Regions from separate parts of the Sus scrofa genome. Here region 2 is linked to region 1. The links are chromatin contacts, called in public HiChIP or PLAC-seq maps. All regions are on one chromosome and are shown on one strand. The core of a region is the stretch at or near the end of the contact, and the rest is flanking DNA. Distances in the headings are between cores, read along the strand shown.

Region 1 (7,870 bases), core at 2,141-4,640:
TGGGGTTTTTTGAGAAATACTAAAAATTGGAAGATATTATGTAATCTATAGGCTTATCCATTTAAGCAGCAGGAAACAAAAATGCATCAAAATGACTAGAACTATTTCCTCCAGTAATTAGCCATTAAAGGTCAGTAAAATCTCCCCTATTTCCTCAAAGGGTTAAATCTGTCATATTGTCAGTTTCATCAAAGTGATCTCAAACCTTAAAAAAGGATAGATACAAACCCATCTGGGCCCTTCCACTAGCATAGCTAACCCCATGACCTTTGAGTTACCCACAAACTTTCCCAATGCATAATTTTTAAATGAGTGAGTTTGGATTTCAATTCCTGTGAAGACAAAATACACACATGCCCAGGCTCATGCACAAAAGAATTTAGATTTTAAACCTGAATGCAATTCTGGTTATAATAGCAAAAATATTCCGATTAAAACTGAAGAACAGCTTATACAGACAAGCAAATCCAGGAGAAAGACTTATGGTCCTATTCATCCATGTGCAGGCATTAAGTATATATGCAAACCCAGGCAATTTGTTTCTAAGCCACTGTTAATATACTATTATCTGAGTTAAATATAAGAAGGGCTGTGGAAATACAAAACTGCTGAGTTTTACATATCAAAACATGCAACAATATTTCAGTGTAATCTAGCATTATAAAATTTTCAACAGCAAATGCAATTTATCATGCTGCATTGAGTATTTGCATAAACCAAAGTAAACTAATGTTTCCATGTACATTACTCAAGAACTATTCAAAAAGCCACTAAAACATTTCATCTAAATGACAAACTACCTCAATTATCACATCTCCATTAAATCTCTGTTATTGGGAGGAAATTGGTAGATCTTTTTCCTGAGTTATAACTATAGTTAATTAAACCATTGCTCAGATATCATATTGACAGATGGGGCACGTTTACAATAGGTAAGTATCAGGTAAGAAGTATATCAGTGCTCCCATAAAGATAAATAACCCTTGTAACTTCTGGGAGCTGAACTGCCTGCTACTGGAATTTGCTTCATGTATCCTTTAGGTGTGTCATTAACTGAATGAGGACAGAAAGGCAGGCTTATTGTTGGATTTGAGGCAAATGACTTGGGAAATGCTCTTGGAAACCAGCCTCTTCAGTGCAATATACCCAGAGACCAAGCAAAAGGCCACACAGTTTATATTTATTTTCTATGACTCTGAATAACTAACAAACGGTTTCCACTTGAGGTGAGATGTATTTTGAAAACATATCAGAATCTGCAAAGAGGAAATTGCAGAAATGATACTGATAATAATAACTTCCACAGATGTATCTATATTTTCTCACAATCCAGTGAGAAAACTATGGTGAAAAAAATAACCTTCCATTTTGCAGATGTGTAACCTGATACTCAAGGATGCTAACCAGTATATCCAAAATCAGCTGAAACTAGAATACAGGTGTTTAAAGTCAATCCTCCCTTTAACTCTTAGGCAATTTGCTTTTTTTTTTTTTCTTTAAAGATATATTTCAAAGTTGTTGTTGTTGTTTCAAAATTGTGGCCCTACTATGTGAGTGGTGTGATTTTTTTTTTTCACTTCAAGAACATTTCCTTATGTTTTAAAAATACTAAACAATATTCAATTGCTGCATAATATTCCATAATGTAAATCCACGAAACGTAAATAGTATTTATTTGTTGCTTCTAATTTTCTGATACCATAAATACCACTGAATGAACATTCTTTCATATAAATATTTATGTTCATTCATTTAATTTCCTTAGGTTAGATTCTTGTAAGAAAGCTTTGTGAGTATTGACAGATTGCTTCTCAGTGCTATATACCAATTTATAATCCTAGCAACCAGACTGGCATTTATTATTATGTGTTTTAATTTAGTAATACAGTGGAAAAGACTGCATATTTATTGTTGCTTTAATTCACACAGTGACTACTTGGACTAAATATTTTTATTTGTCATTCCTCCTTCTCTTTTGCAAATTATTCATTGTTTTTGTCCAATTTTAATTGGGCTTTTATTGGTCTATCTTATTAATCATAAAGACATGAGCCCTTTGATACAGTTTTTTGCTACTCACCCCAGTAGAACATTTATCATTTGGTTTCTTAATGGGGTTTTTGTCCTATAAAATTTTTAACTTGTATGGAATCAAGTCTATTTTTCCTTTGTGATTTTTACATTTTTCTTAGAGTCCTTACCCATCCTAAAGAGGAAAAAAAATAAAAAAAGATTCTTTTGTATTTTCTTTGAGTTTCATAGTTGCTTTTCTACCAACCTTGGATTACCAATGATTTACTGCTGAGTGAAAAGCAGAGAAAAATGATTTCATTTATTTGAGCTCCTGTGAACGGCAGGCTAGAAAAAAAAATGCCATTTCACTCATAATTCTTTGGTTCTTATTTGCAAGGCTGGCCTAAAATGCCTTCTCTTTTTGTGGGTTTTATATAACTCACCATTTGTTTCACTTGGCCTCTCTGCCTAGTTTAACTGCAAATCTTCTGGGCAGATGCCATTCAAAATTCTGAGTTTCACCACTAATGGCATTCAGTACCGGTCATAATACTTATCACTCAGCATTATCATTAGTGATACTAACAGAAATAATTTTTCTCTCTACTCTTCTTCACATGAGTTCATTGATAGAAAATATTTAGCAACTAGAGTTTAATGTTAACATTAAAAGCATACATACACAGTTTGACTCTAAGACAAATTTCCATAGACATTAAAGAAATCCGTTCTATATACTCAGCTGTACACACAGACGCATATAATAGACACATCCGTGTGCATTTGAAGTGTGTGTGCGTGTGTGTGTGTAATAGCTTACTAATCTTAAAAATAGGCTGAGACAGAAACATGGTTTGAAATCTCAGGCAGACCGGTTGAGATCATAACTACATGAAACAACTGCCAGGAGGAGACCAGCAAGGGAATTGAACAGATTAGGTAACTCAGAAATTTAGACATTTCCCCCCATTATGTTCCTCATTGCAGTTTTGTAATAAAAACATGAGCAAACTTCAAAGGAAACACTGTAGTAAAGGTTAATTGCTACTAAAGAAGAGGGTGGGCCCAAGCGCGGGTACTTTGTGCCCAACTTGCGAGCAGACAGGAAGGATTACACGTGGCTGAGAGCGGGGATGCGTGCCCAGCTCCGCGAGCAGGGGAGGTGCTGCCAAACCTCAGCCCCACCAGGGACCTCCTGGTAGGACATGAGCGCAGGAACATGAGTCTGTGAGTCGATGCCTGCTAACGGGGGCGGTGGGGGGGGAGACACACATCAATTTCCTTCCAAAATTCAAACCGGACATGCTCTTCTTCCCTTGTTAGGACAATTCCAGAGCGGTGACCGCTCGCCTGCTTGCCAGAAAGCGAGGACCTCTCCAGCCAGCTCTTCTGTACCAGCAGCACAGCCAATCCAGGCGCGCCAGGCTGGGGGAAAGGGTGGAGCCCGAGTAAGGCCAGATGCACAAAAAGAACAAAGAAGGCGGCTGCGAAGAACGGGCCAGTAGAATATTCTGTGAGAATGGCCCCAAGACAGTGAAATTTCAGATCCCAACGAAAGGAAGAAAGGAAGCTAGTAAACGTAAGGAAAATGAATTTCCAGAAAATTGACTTAAAATAGCTTCAAAGGACAGTAGTCAGGGTCCACAGGTACAGGCTGAGAAAATAGAGGCATCTAACAGAATGGAAGCTGCTGATGGATATGGTCTTCAGAAAGTGCTGCCTCTGGGTAGGGATGAGAAGAAAATAGACCACCATAGAATCTGTTGACACTGGACTGCTTTTGTAGAATGCATGTCTCTAGAGACCATTATTTTTGTGAAATAATCTATCAACAGGTCTTGGTACATGGAATTTTTTTAATGGCCTACTAAGCTTCCTTGCACCTCTAGTATTTGCTACTTCCTTGTACCAGAGCATTCCATTTCTTCCTTATGGAACTTTCCCCCCCAGTGTTTCCTAAAAATACTTTATTTATGGACTGTCAAAAAGACCTAAAAGTGTGGAAGTGTTGGGAGGCAAGTGAAGAAGATGGCAAAAAATACCACATGAGCTGGAAGTAAAAGACCAAATCAGTGAGAAAACATTTATCTTTCTTGTAGGATGGTGGCATACCTCTTGCTTGTTCTGGGACTTTTAAGTCTGGTTAAGAGTTTCTTTACTCTCCTAGGAATTTCACAGACCTTTCACTAAACAAGTATGGTTTGTGAATTACACTGGTAGCTTCTAAACTCTTATGAAATGGGTTTGGCCATTTCCAAAAGTTCCTCTTCAGAGATGGAACTAAGCTTTTTAAAAGGGGTTATGGAAAGAAACTGCCAGAAAATTCATAGTTGAGGTACCAGTAAAGCCCTTTGGTATCTACTTACAGATCTATAACAGCTAAAATAAAGACATTAAAGCTCCGTGAGTACTAGTCCAAGGAAAAACATGACCTGGTTAATGTTTGGCTTATTCTGTTGTTAAGGGAGACGCGATCGCCAATACCCACTGGAATGACCAGCTAAGAACAGACTTATCACATATCAGATACTGTTTCTTTTACATTATAACTATGTGCCTCGACTCTTTTAGCAAGACAAATTTTCAAGAGACTTTTGGCAACCTTTGACCTGATGGCTTTTCTCATAAGCTTTTTATATCCCCAAAGTGATTTTCCTTCATTTTCATTTAGAGTAAAATAGAAATGCCCTGAAATTAGGTCGCAGCAGACTGGGTGGTTACTCCTCAGGCAGTCTGAAATGACCAGAGTACAGCCTTTCAGTATTCAAGCCATATCTACAGTAATTATTTGCCAGCGTATCTAAAAGAAGGCAGGCATTTCCTGTTGCACACAAATGGGACACTCTTATCTAAATTACTGTTTAAACAGGTATTTAAGAAAAGACTATCACAGGCAGGAATTTACTGATGACGGAACACATTAGTTTAGGGCTGGACACATTAGTTGAGGACTAACCATTGTCAGGAAAGGAAGCATATCAGCATCAGGAAGGTATAGGGAATATTTTATAACTCCCATATGGGTCAAGTTGGGGGACTGTAAACTATGCCATTTGCACTCAGGAAAAGCAGGAGTGGCACTACCCTGACATGGAGGTCTGGATTCAGCAATATGTCTCCACTGCCCAGAGTAACCTTGAGAGCTAGAGCTTGAGAGTCACAGCTTTTGGGGATCTCTGTTTCCCTGTCCATAAAACAAACACATGGGACAAGTTCAGCTCCAGGTCTGTGCCACTCAAGCAATCTCAGTTCTACATAAGGAACACCAATGGATGGTCAAAGCTTGGTGTACCAGAAGCTTATAAAATATATTTCCTGGAAAGGCACTTTGAAAATTGGTTTGGTCTCTCCCAACGTAAGCTAGGAGAGGCTGTACTCTGAGCTGCCTAACTTTGTTTTAACCAGTGAAACTGGAATTTATTCCCAGTAGAGGCTTATAAAACTGGGCTGTTATTCTCACATTAAGTAGACTGCCCTCTGGTGAGGACTGTGGTTTACGTGTGGGCAGAACGTGTGGTTTACTACCTCTAATTTGTTTATGTTGTTGATGGTGGTTTCAGAGGAAAGCTGCAGCCCTTCGCATGCTAAAGAGTGACCTGATTTGCTGCCTTAAAAAAAAAAAAAAAAGTCTTAAAGGTGGAGAGGGGAACATGAGAGTGCATTAATGTGCCATTGCTAATGAAGGAGCAACTGGGATCCCTTGGACCACAGCTCTGCTTCATTCAGCTCTGCATGTGAAATGAAAGCCCCAACTTGTTTATTATAATGACCTAAGTGTGGCTTGGTGACTTTTGCCAGAGATCCTTTTGCCTCCAAAGCAGAGAGCAAAACTCAGGAGCTACAAGTTAAAGCAAGGAGGGGGAAAGTGTGTTTTATAGCAAGGAAACTGAATTATAATATAAACTGGATAAAAATATTCAGAACAACCCCCCCAAAGATGAAGATCAAAAAGTAAATGAGATTGTCCTCCACTTTCTCCCACATAATAAACAAAGATAGGTACACAGGAGAGTGGAATAAACAGTGTAAATGTAAGATCTAATTCATTCTCATGGCTGACTTGATGCAGACCCTTCTCTACTGCTACAAAACAGAAGAACTTTCTTATAGCCAGGAGTCCTACTTAAAGAAAAGAAAATAATTATGCATATCTGGCAGAAGAGGGAGTTGTAGCAATGACTTGCTGATAAAAAGGAATGTGAACAAGCAAGAGAACACTAACCTAACCACACTCTTAGTTTGATAAGGAACAGAGAGTGGCCAGAACAATGAAATGTTGTTAGTCTCAAAATTAGGTTTTATTTGAAAATGAACACTGGTTCTTGTTCTCACAAAGCTTGGTAACAAAGACAACAATGACTTCTGATCTTAAAGTGATTCTGTGGGGAAATTTCTTTGATTTGACTGATTTCAGCCTGGACTCTGGACCCATTGCAAATATAGTATCTTCAGTGTAAAATAAGTTTAGATGGTTCCAAGGAATGCAATTTTCTGCCCCCATTTCCAGCTCTGAAGGCCCCCATATTGAGTTTCCCAACACTACATCATATTAAACGTAAAATCATTCAAAACCATGGGGAGGGATGGAATGTCATTGAAAAACATAAAGGAAGGGTTTTTTTAATTTGAGAAAACATTATACACTTTGATAAAAAAATGTTTTCCAAAAAATATGAACAGATGTGCCATGCATATGTGTATACATACACTAAATAGCACTTATGATCTGAGAGGGGGTAATTTCAACATTGCTAAGTGGTAACACAAGCTAGGTATTTAAGGGAATGCTATAATATGACAACTTCATAGACTACCAAACTATGTATGGTCTCTGGAAATTGTCATTATCAACATGTACAATAACTAGTAGCATTAGGTGGTCTGTACAGTATCCTTCATGTCTAATTGAGTCACACAGTCTAAGACACTTGACGGGCCCCAGGCGCTGCCTCCTAATGAGAAGTGACTTTTAAAGAAAGGCATTCAGGACCTCTTCTATATAAATTACTATCGTTTGCAGCAAGAGAGGATTATAAATGTTTGCTGGCAAAAATTAAATTTATTTACAAACTGGGTCTAATTTATTTATGGCTCCAGTACAATCGGCTTTTGTCGAAATATTTATGTTATCTGTACTTCTGCCTCACTAAACTCTACCACAATCATAAACACCGTTGAAAAATTATTTGCAGTTAGCAGGATTTAAACTACCCATTATATCACCAGCTAGTGCCAGTAAACTTTTGCACTGGTTGATAAAGTTTCCTCTGTGGAATAAATATACATTTGACTTTCAAAATCTTTGGTGGGCTCCTTATGATGAAAGTGAAGGATTAAACAGATGTCCCAGACTTTTCCAGTTTTGTGTGCCTGCTTCAGTTGCACACTCCAATTGAAATTTGGTGGATAGATAGACTACCAAAGTGCCTAGCTTTAAGTTCTTTCCAAGCATTAAAAGAGGAATTAGACAACTGAAGTGTTGGGGCGGTAGTCTTTGCCCAATATGCGACTTTGCAGACTTACTCATTTCCCCACTTCAAAACACTGATTTGGCACCATGTAGTACTGGGAACTGTGCACATTGCTATGGCTAGGTATGGACTTGAGTAAGATCAAATTTCTGCCCTCAGGAAGCTTAAGTAGTGAAGACAGAGATGGCAACCGGTATATGACAATGAAATAAAATAAGATCTAAGAGGAGGTTAAGAAAAATGATGACTGTTAAGAGTTGAATATAAGTAACTGCAATTGGCCATGGCAGTCTTCCAGAAGTAGGTGAAATGGGTGAAGGGGGTCAAGAGTTACAAACTTCCAGCTATAAAATAAATGTCATGACACTGTAATGTACATCATGATG
Region 2 (7,870 bases), core at 2,612-5,111, 280 kb after region 1:
TCCTAGCCGCCCAAGAAAACGGCTGGGACGCCTCACGGCGCTGCCAGAGCCTGCTTGGCTTTTAGTTTTCTTTTCTTAAAGGTGAGAATAAAAGCCAACGGCTTTAGACAGTACAAATGTCAATCTTCTTGGTTTTCCCTTCTTTATTTTTTTAAATGAAATGACTTATTCCTCCCAAATGATGTGCAACGAATTTATCGGGTTTAACTATTATATAAAATAACAAGCCCTATAAGTTGAGGAGTAGGCTGTGAATTCATTCTGAGTTTAGCTTCAGCGGGTACTTTCAGGGGCTATAGTCCCTGGTTTGGGTCCATGGAATCCTGTACCATAGCCAAGATCGTGACAGGACTTGGCCACCAAAGAAATTTACAAGATACACAAAGAATAACAATCAATGGTAAAAACAACTGTTTCTAAGTTATTTGATTCCATTGCAATGTTTACTTTTGCAACGGGAAAGGTAGGCTTGTTTTTTAAATTATGCTGGTCACACTGCCTCTTCCTGACCCAGAAAAAGAAAGAAACCGGTGCAGACACAGCCTCGAAGTTTTCGTCGGATTGCGCAGCAGGGGTCAAGGACTATCTCCGCCCTGCTCTAGGAAACACGCACTACGCGGAGGGGGCGGGGGGAGGAAATAGCGCTTTAAAAATACAAAAATCCTGAGTTTTAATATGATTTCCTTTATTACCCAGATTGTAACTGAAGAAGTGCACAAAGCAGCGGTCCTAAGAAAGGCTACCGCGGTGGCAACAACTGAACCAGCGCGAGCGGGAACCTGAGGCTTAGCAAGAAAAGTTTGTAAGAGTTTGTATCTAGTTATCACAAAGCCGCAGTGGCATCCTTAGAGACAAAATAAATGGGTCTCCCACTGGATGAATGACAAGAACTATCATCAGATCGGAAACCAGGCTCGGTTTCTGGACATTGAGTGTTTTGTGCGTGCGGGAATATTTTAATATACGACAGCGTACAATTTAGCAATTAAAATAGTTGGGGAAAGTTGCTCAAGAAAATTCCAAGGGTTTTGTGTTCTGCTTTCACTTCAGCGGATACCAGGCAATGAGGCGCGCAAAGCGTTCGGCTTTCATTTCACAACTTAGGCAGAGTTTGAAATTGTCTCTCCGACCCCCGCCCCACCCCCCAAACACACACACACACACACACACGCACGCGCGCGCGCGCCTAATCGTCAGTTGGAATTGAAGCCCCCAGACTTCCAAGCGTATGTACATGTATTCTTCCTCAAATGAAAATAAAGACATCGGCCTCATTTAAAAGCAAACAGGAAAAACAGGAGTACCACTGGCGCACTTTGGCACTGTCTCAGCTAAGCGAAATGAACAATATCCAAAAGAGAAATAAATGGACTGATGACCCAAGAGCACTATATACAGGTTGATCCTTGAGGCCAGAGTGAAAGGAAAAGTACTTGGGAGTGAGGGAGTGCTTGGGTGAGGACTGGGCGAAGCACTGGAAAGACGCCTTACGATGACAGCATCTCACAGGGCTAGACCTCGGAGTCTCACCGCCAAAGAAACCAAGCCCGCCAAGGTGCCGCTGTCCTCCCGCGCGGCTGCGGCGGAGACACCAGAGGCTGGAAGGAGTGAGGCATACTTGGTTTTAATATGTAGGAGTGCGGAAGACTGGGGAGTTCACTGGGAAGAAGCATCCCACCCACCCCATCTCTCCTTTCTCTGGTCCAAAAGCAAAACAATTAGAGAGTTCTGTTTTCTGCGAGGAGAACAAACGGCAGCCGGTCCCTTTCTGAGGCTGCTCCAGGCCCGCATGCTGACACCTTGCGGAGGAGAGCTTCCGACTGCTCAGGATTGCCCCGGGTCTCGGCACCTCTGAGTACCCTTAGATTCGAGGTAGATGCATTTGGACAAACCCAGTCCCGTCGCCTACAGTCCAGGCTGAGACTCTTGCCTTCCCCGTCAGTACCGGCCCCGCGGACATCGCAGTGCGAAGTTACCCAACATTGAAGCGAGCAAAGTGGGGGATGGGAGTCCCGCCACCCCCGCCCCGAACTCAATCGCCCTCGTCCCGCGTGACCTAGGCCGCTCCACGCCGGCAGGCAGGGGGCGCCGGGGAGGGTTAGTGACTCGAGACCCTGGCTGCAACCAGAAGCAGGTCAGCAGGCTTCGCCGTACCCTCTCGGCTGCCCAGGGAGCCCGCAGCCCGCCCCCTGCGGGTCACTCGGCGCCCAGCCAGCCTGAAACTATAGGGCCGAAGCGCGCCGTTTCGGCCCCCTTCTCCTCGGCCGCCGTCGCCTCTGGCTACGCGCCCTCTACTCCCCGTTCAGCAGGCGCTCCCAGGGCCTCTTCTCTCCCCACCTGCCCGCGGCTTTGCAGAGCCGGTAGCTCTGCTCTGCCCGCGCCCCCCCCCAAAACACACACACACACACACACACACACACACACACACACACACAGCGACTACAGCCTCCACCCTCGTCTCCCCCACTCCCCACCCCAGCCCTCCCGCCGCGCCGCGCACGCCAGAGAGCACGGCCGAGCGCACAGCGCCCACTACCGCAACCGCCGCTCGGCGCAGCCCGCCAGCCCGCGCAACTTCCAGCGGCCGCCTCGCAACTTTTCCCAACTCCACCACTGCTGCCCGCCGCCGCCGCCGCCGCCGCCACTGTGGCTCCCTCCGAGCCTGCCACCCACCCCAGACCCCGAACACAAACCGAGGCGCGAAAAGGCTCCAGTCCCCAGCCCGCGCCGCCCCCCCCCCACCCCGCTGCTCCCCCTCCCACACCCGGGACTAGCTGGTTGGCCAGAGGCAACTCTCCTCCGCCTGGGGGGAAGAGGAGGGGAGGGGGAGACTCTTGCATCTCCTCTCCCCCACCCCCACCCCACCCCTTCCCGCTCGCTCTTGCGCTCTCTCCTCCCTCCCACAAGGTCTTTGCTGCCCCCACCCCCACCCCCACCCCGGGGTTGCCACAGCTGGTCAGTGCTGCGGGCTTGAGGGCTGCCCCGGCTCCTCTGGCGCCCAAACAAGGAGCCAGAGCGCGGGCGGCCGGGCGTGGAGGCTGGGACCGGCAGGTTGCAGGGTCTGCGCTGCGCCTGCCCTCCACCCGGGGCCCCGACACGAGAGGAAGCCCCGCGCTCCCTCCCGGAGCGCTGGAGACAGATATGCAAGATGGCAGAGAGGGGGAAAGCCAATAGAAAAGGGATATTGCACCTACTTGTGGCCAGTTTCCTTGCCCTGCCTTTGGATCTCATGCTGTGCCCAGTCCTGCAGCCGCTGGTGTGTGGTTGGGGTTTTTTTTTCTTGGATCTTTTCCTTCTTTTGCTCTCTCGCTCCCTCCCTCTCGTCTCTCTCTCTCTCTCTCTCTCTCTCTCTCTCTCTCACACACACACACACGCACACACACACACACACACACTTACACACTCACTCTCTGTCTTCCCCTCTTTCACTCTCTCTCCCTCCCTCTCTCCCTTTCTCTCAATCCACACTCGCTATCTCTCCAGCATTGTCAGTTTGGACACCTTCGCACATGCGCGCTAGACGCCCCTCCAACATCTCAGCGCCGCCAAAAAAAGTTTGGAGCGATTTATCACTTTGATTTGGAGATCTTGTCAGATGGCAATCGCTGAGGAGGCGGAGAAAGGGAGCCACGGGGAGGGCGACGGGGGGCGGGGAGCGAGCTCAGGGAGTCAGAAGGGAGCAGACATCTAGCCCCCCCCTCCCCCAAAAAGGAACGCGAAGACTCGGGCAGAGGATTGATTTCGTATTGGAATCACCCATAAGCCTGTACCATTACTATTATTTTTTCCCACCATAAATTGAAGGAAATTTTCTATTCTGTCCTTGGGGGAAAGCAAGAAGTGGGGGGAGGGGAGAGGGCTTTTAAAAATCTTTCCCACACTAAAGAACTAGAAGGACCGGACTCCTCGGGCGAACGATCCAGGAGAAAGTGAGAATCATCCTGAACATCGGGAATCTGCTGCCGCTGCTACTGCTGCTGAAGCTATTTCGGCTTCTGCTTTCAGAGTTGAAAGCTGAATAAATAACTGTTTCTTTCTTGATTTTAGGTATAATGCCAATTCTTTCTGCCATCCTTGGGACATATCAGTTGGTCTTTTCCTACCAAGTAGTGATAATGACCTTTGGCTCCCAGGTCCGAGACGGCTTGGGCGTTTGACAACCAAGACCTCCTGTCTTCTCTGAGGTCGGCTGTCACCTTCCGGCCTCCCATACCGCTGCGGAGTAGCCTCCTGCAGCAGTTCAGCCTGCCTGCCATTTCACTCACTCGCTTAAACCCACGACCTCCCGGGTTATAGGAAGGAGGTGTGGGAGGGATTTCCCCCTACCTCTTAAAAAATACATTGTTGAAATTTGCTTTAATTACAGGATTTACCAATGAAGTGGGCATGCAGAAATGGGGACCTCTTAAAAGGAACTAGCTGTGTTCAAGGTATGAATCAATCCCAACTACTATGGATTTTCTCTTGGTACAACCTCCTTGCATTAAACAGTTTTGTTCAATACCCTCTGTGAGCTATTTATGTCCCCATTAATATCTGTTGCAAATCCTGCCAAACACCATAAAAGAAAATTACAATCTTTTTGTCTCTGTGCTGCAACAGTACATCCTTGATGTTCAAGTTAAAGGAGAGAAAAGAATAGCAGGTCCTGGGCATGAATTTGGCAAAGGCAGAGAAGAATAAGGAAGATAACTGAGAATCCCCAGTTGTAACCTGTTGTCATTTATTGTCAAAACTAGGACTGGGGATGTGAGTGAGCAAATAGCAAGGTTCAATTCCAAAGAGTAGTGGCTCACAAATATCTTTATTACAGGAAATTAAAGTTCAAAAGATTCACCTTGGCAAGGATGCCCACCACTTCTCTTTCTCTGTGTAATTCCAGGGGCATTTGGCTCTAAGATACAGGTCCCTGGAGAACCAAACTACAGGTCCCAAGGGAGACAGATGTGTAATGCTGAATTGTGAGGAAGGGAAGTGGGGTGGCAGAGGAAAGCAAAGGAAGGAATTACACAGAGCAGGAGTAAAAACAACTTTAAAAGAGAGGGTTCTGGTGCCGGTACACATGGGCACCAGAGAACTCTATCATCACCTCTGGACTAAAGAGGGAAAAAGGGGGAGGGGGACCCAATCCTTCTACAATTTCTGTTGCCCTGTGTGTACAAGTGGTGTGTGCTTATACATTTGATGGGTGCAACAGCACAGGCACTTCAACAATTTGAATTTATGTGCCCAGGGTCTGTGATTGTGAGTTCACTAACTCCTCTTGGTTTAAATGAAGGCATACCTCTGACCAGTAAATGTTCTCAGAGGAAAAAGAGAAATGGCGGTTGAGAGCTCTCACCAAGGGAATGAAATCTATAGGGAGAAACACACTAGACTGGCTGGCCAGAAGTTCATAGGAGCTGCTTTAGATCAGTTTAAGGGAATCTCTGGGCACTTTCTCCAAGGACACATGGGCAGCGCCAAGGATCAAGCCCTTCCCAGCTATGGGAACCTAAAGGTTCTTGACCCCCCAGGAGAGGAGGTGGAGTCCACTGAGGACCGAAGAACATCCAGGACAAGAGGAGGCTCTGCCTGGGACTTTTCACTTCATCTTACTCCGGGGAGTTTAAAAAATAAATAAAATGTGTTACCGACTTTCCTAAGACTTTTCTACTTGATTCCTTTCATCTCATCCCCAGGGGTTCTATATCCGGGTCCCACTGCAGAGAGGAGGTTAAGAGGAGTGCAGAGTAATTTTCTAGGAGATGAAGGAACCACGGAATCAAACCTAAGATTCAATACAAGACCCACGCGTGAAGCTGCAGTGGTCGTTTCTACTGAGAAAATATAAACCACGTGGCGGCCCAGGGGGTGGGGCAGGGGCTGCGAGGGGAGATGGTGGTGGTGGGGATATGGAAGACTAAGGAAAATCAAAGCTGATGCCCCAACTTTAAAGATCTCGGTATTTAAGTTTCCTAGAAGGGCAGGGGGTGGGGAGGAAGAAGCGCGGCTGAAGCCCCCTCCCCTTCAGAGTTTTAAAATCCCTGGAGTCCCGGGCGCTTCAACGAACGGGTCTTTTGCTTGGTCTCTCCAAGGCTTTTGGGACACGAGCGAATCCAACCTATTTTAGCTGAAATAACAAACACAAACTCCTCTGTGCCCTCCGGCTAAGGCACTGTGAAAAGACAAGGCATCAATCTATTTGTTGTTTAATAAAAGAATTCACAAAATTATTACTTTCTTTTCAAACCCGAAAGCTGGGTTCCTTTTTCTTTCTTCTTTCTTTCCTTTCTTTCTTTCATCATTTCCTTTCCGCCCTAAGTGAGTGTTAATAAAGGAGCTAACTTGCTAGTTCAAGTGTGTTTAACCTGATGGAGCAAACGCCCAACCGCAGCGGACCGCTCTCGCCGCGTGCAGCGCCGCGGCCCCAGAGCACGGACCCCGGCGGGTTCCCTACTCCCAAGTGCCTGGACCCCGTCAGTTCCACCTGTCCCAAGTCTCAGCGGTGAGACCCAAGCAGGTGGCTCTGTTCAGCAGCCCCTGGGGTTCCCGACATCCTCTGAAGTCCCGTCTAAGCTGTCGCTGGCCCAAGAGAAAAGAGGCCTCCAACAAGTTGGCGGAGTTGCCTTCGCTGCCCGCCCCCGTACCACCCGCTTTTCCCTCTCCTCCTGAAATTCGTTTCCTTAAGAGACCTTAGCATGAGTCCAACGTTCTCTCGCGTTTCCTCCCACGGAAGCGGGCATCCTGGAAGCAGTACTTCTTTGGAAATTCGATGAGTTTACGGGCTGTTTGGATTTGCTTGTTTTATTACTGTCACTTTTTTCTTTTCGGATTTTTTTTTCTTTCTTTGTTTTAAGTAGAAGCAGGGATCTCGAGGTGTTGGAAGAAAGATGGGTCATTGAAGAGGAGGACAGGACAAGCATACCCCTTCTCCAACTTTGTTTCTTTAATTAATGCTAGAAATGGCAAAGAACCGATTTTCAGGACATTGCATTCAACAGGAAATTTTCTTTTCCTCGCATTATAATTGAACCAGCCCCACAGTATCTTTGGAAGAAAGTTTGAATTCTTTAAGGAGGTATTTCTTGGCCTATTGTCTTTGTGCAGTGAACTTTACATCTTGCCATTCAATCGCAACCTATATTCTCCTGGCTACCAGCAAGATTAATTTAATCATTGTAATGCAATTATTAATACTGTTTACCCAATGCTGGGTTTCAGGTTGGCTGTTAAGAAATTAAACTCTCACTGGGTGACCAGAGCTAGGCAGGGGTTTCTTCATGTTGAAATGAAACAGTCCTCTTTATTTAGTCTCAGAGCTCTAGCTTTCGGCCACCAGCTCAATTAGCCAAAATGGAAACAATTTTCATTCATTGCAATAACTCACTGTTCTAGAGATCGCTTTCAAAATATACACTTTATTATTATACGCTGACCTCGGTGGCGTGGAGTGGCAATAAAAGAAAGAGGCAGGGAGATCTATCTAGCCCCCTTGGGCTATAATTATTAGAAATTAATTGGGTTCAGGACCCTGGGTAGTCTAGCTAAATTAATAGCTTGTCTAGTGGTTTAAATCCGAATTTTTAGTCCACAGGAGAGAAAGAGAGAGAGCCACAGACATGAAATGCAGACCCAAGGGACGCCTGAGTTTACTTGCAAGACACTCATCTATTAAATAGTGTCCAGAATACATTTGAGTTGGGGAGAGAGGGCCCGGAGTAGGAGGGGGAGGGAACCAGAAGAAAGAAAGGAGTGAGATGGGGAGGGCGGCTGCGAGTGAGCTAAAAGGTCTCGAGTTGATTTTATTCGATTTTTCTTGTGTGCATTGTTTTCGGGAGGGGTTGCATTTAGGGGTTAAAATAAAAAATAAAGATCCCGTGTTCTCGGA

What was found. HiChIP or PLAC-seq counts read pairs in DNA pulled down with a chosen protein or histone mark.
Region 2: an H3K27ac HiChIP or PLAC-seq map of skeletal muscle shows a contact between it and region 1, with 12 times the contacts expected there. The contact joins the promoter of MECOM here to the enhancer-like site in region 1. A contact is called at or near these places in 13 of 47 Hi-C or Micro-C datasets (alveolar macrophages, embryonic fibroblasts, fetal heart ventricle and 7 more) and 1 of 2 datasets of contacts at active chromatin or transcription factors (skeletal muscle).

Annotation. Positions count from the first base shown.
Region 1 is chr13:108,051,726-108,059,595 of Sscrofa11.1, forward strand. All of the region lies in intron 1 of MECOM (MDS1 and EVI1 complex locus protein EVI1), which reads right to left. Among named protein-coding and RNA genes, the nearest start is that of MECOM, 280 kb to the right of the region's middle. Within about 2 kb of position 3,391, at least 17 of the 83 cell types and tissues checked have an H3K27ac peak or open chromatin away from gene starts, as enhancers often do. A contact at or near this core is called in skeletal muscle, where this site is marked.
Region 2 is chr13:108,332,273-108,340,142 of Sscrofa11.1, forward strand. It overlaps MECOM (MDS1 and EVI1 complex locus protein EVI1), which reads right to left and starts at 3,862. Exons shown (of 17, transcript XM_021071139.1): 1 at 3,195-3,862. The coding sequence starts at 3,231. It overlaps LOC110256516 (a long non-coding RNA gene), which reads left to right and starts at 3,192. Exons shown (of 4, transcript XR_002338106.1): 1 at 3,192-3,256; 2 at 3,887-4,047; 3 at 4,367-4,430; 4 at 5,448-5,647.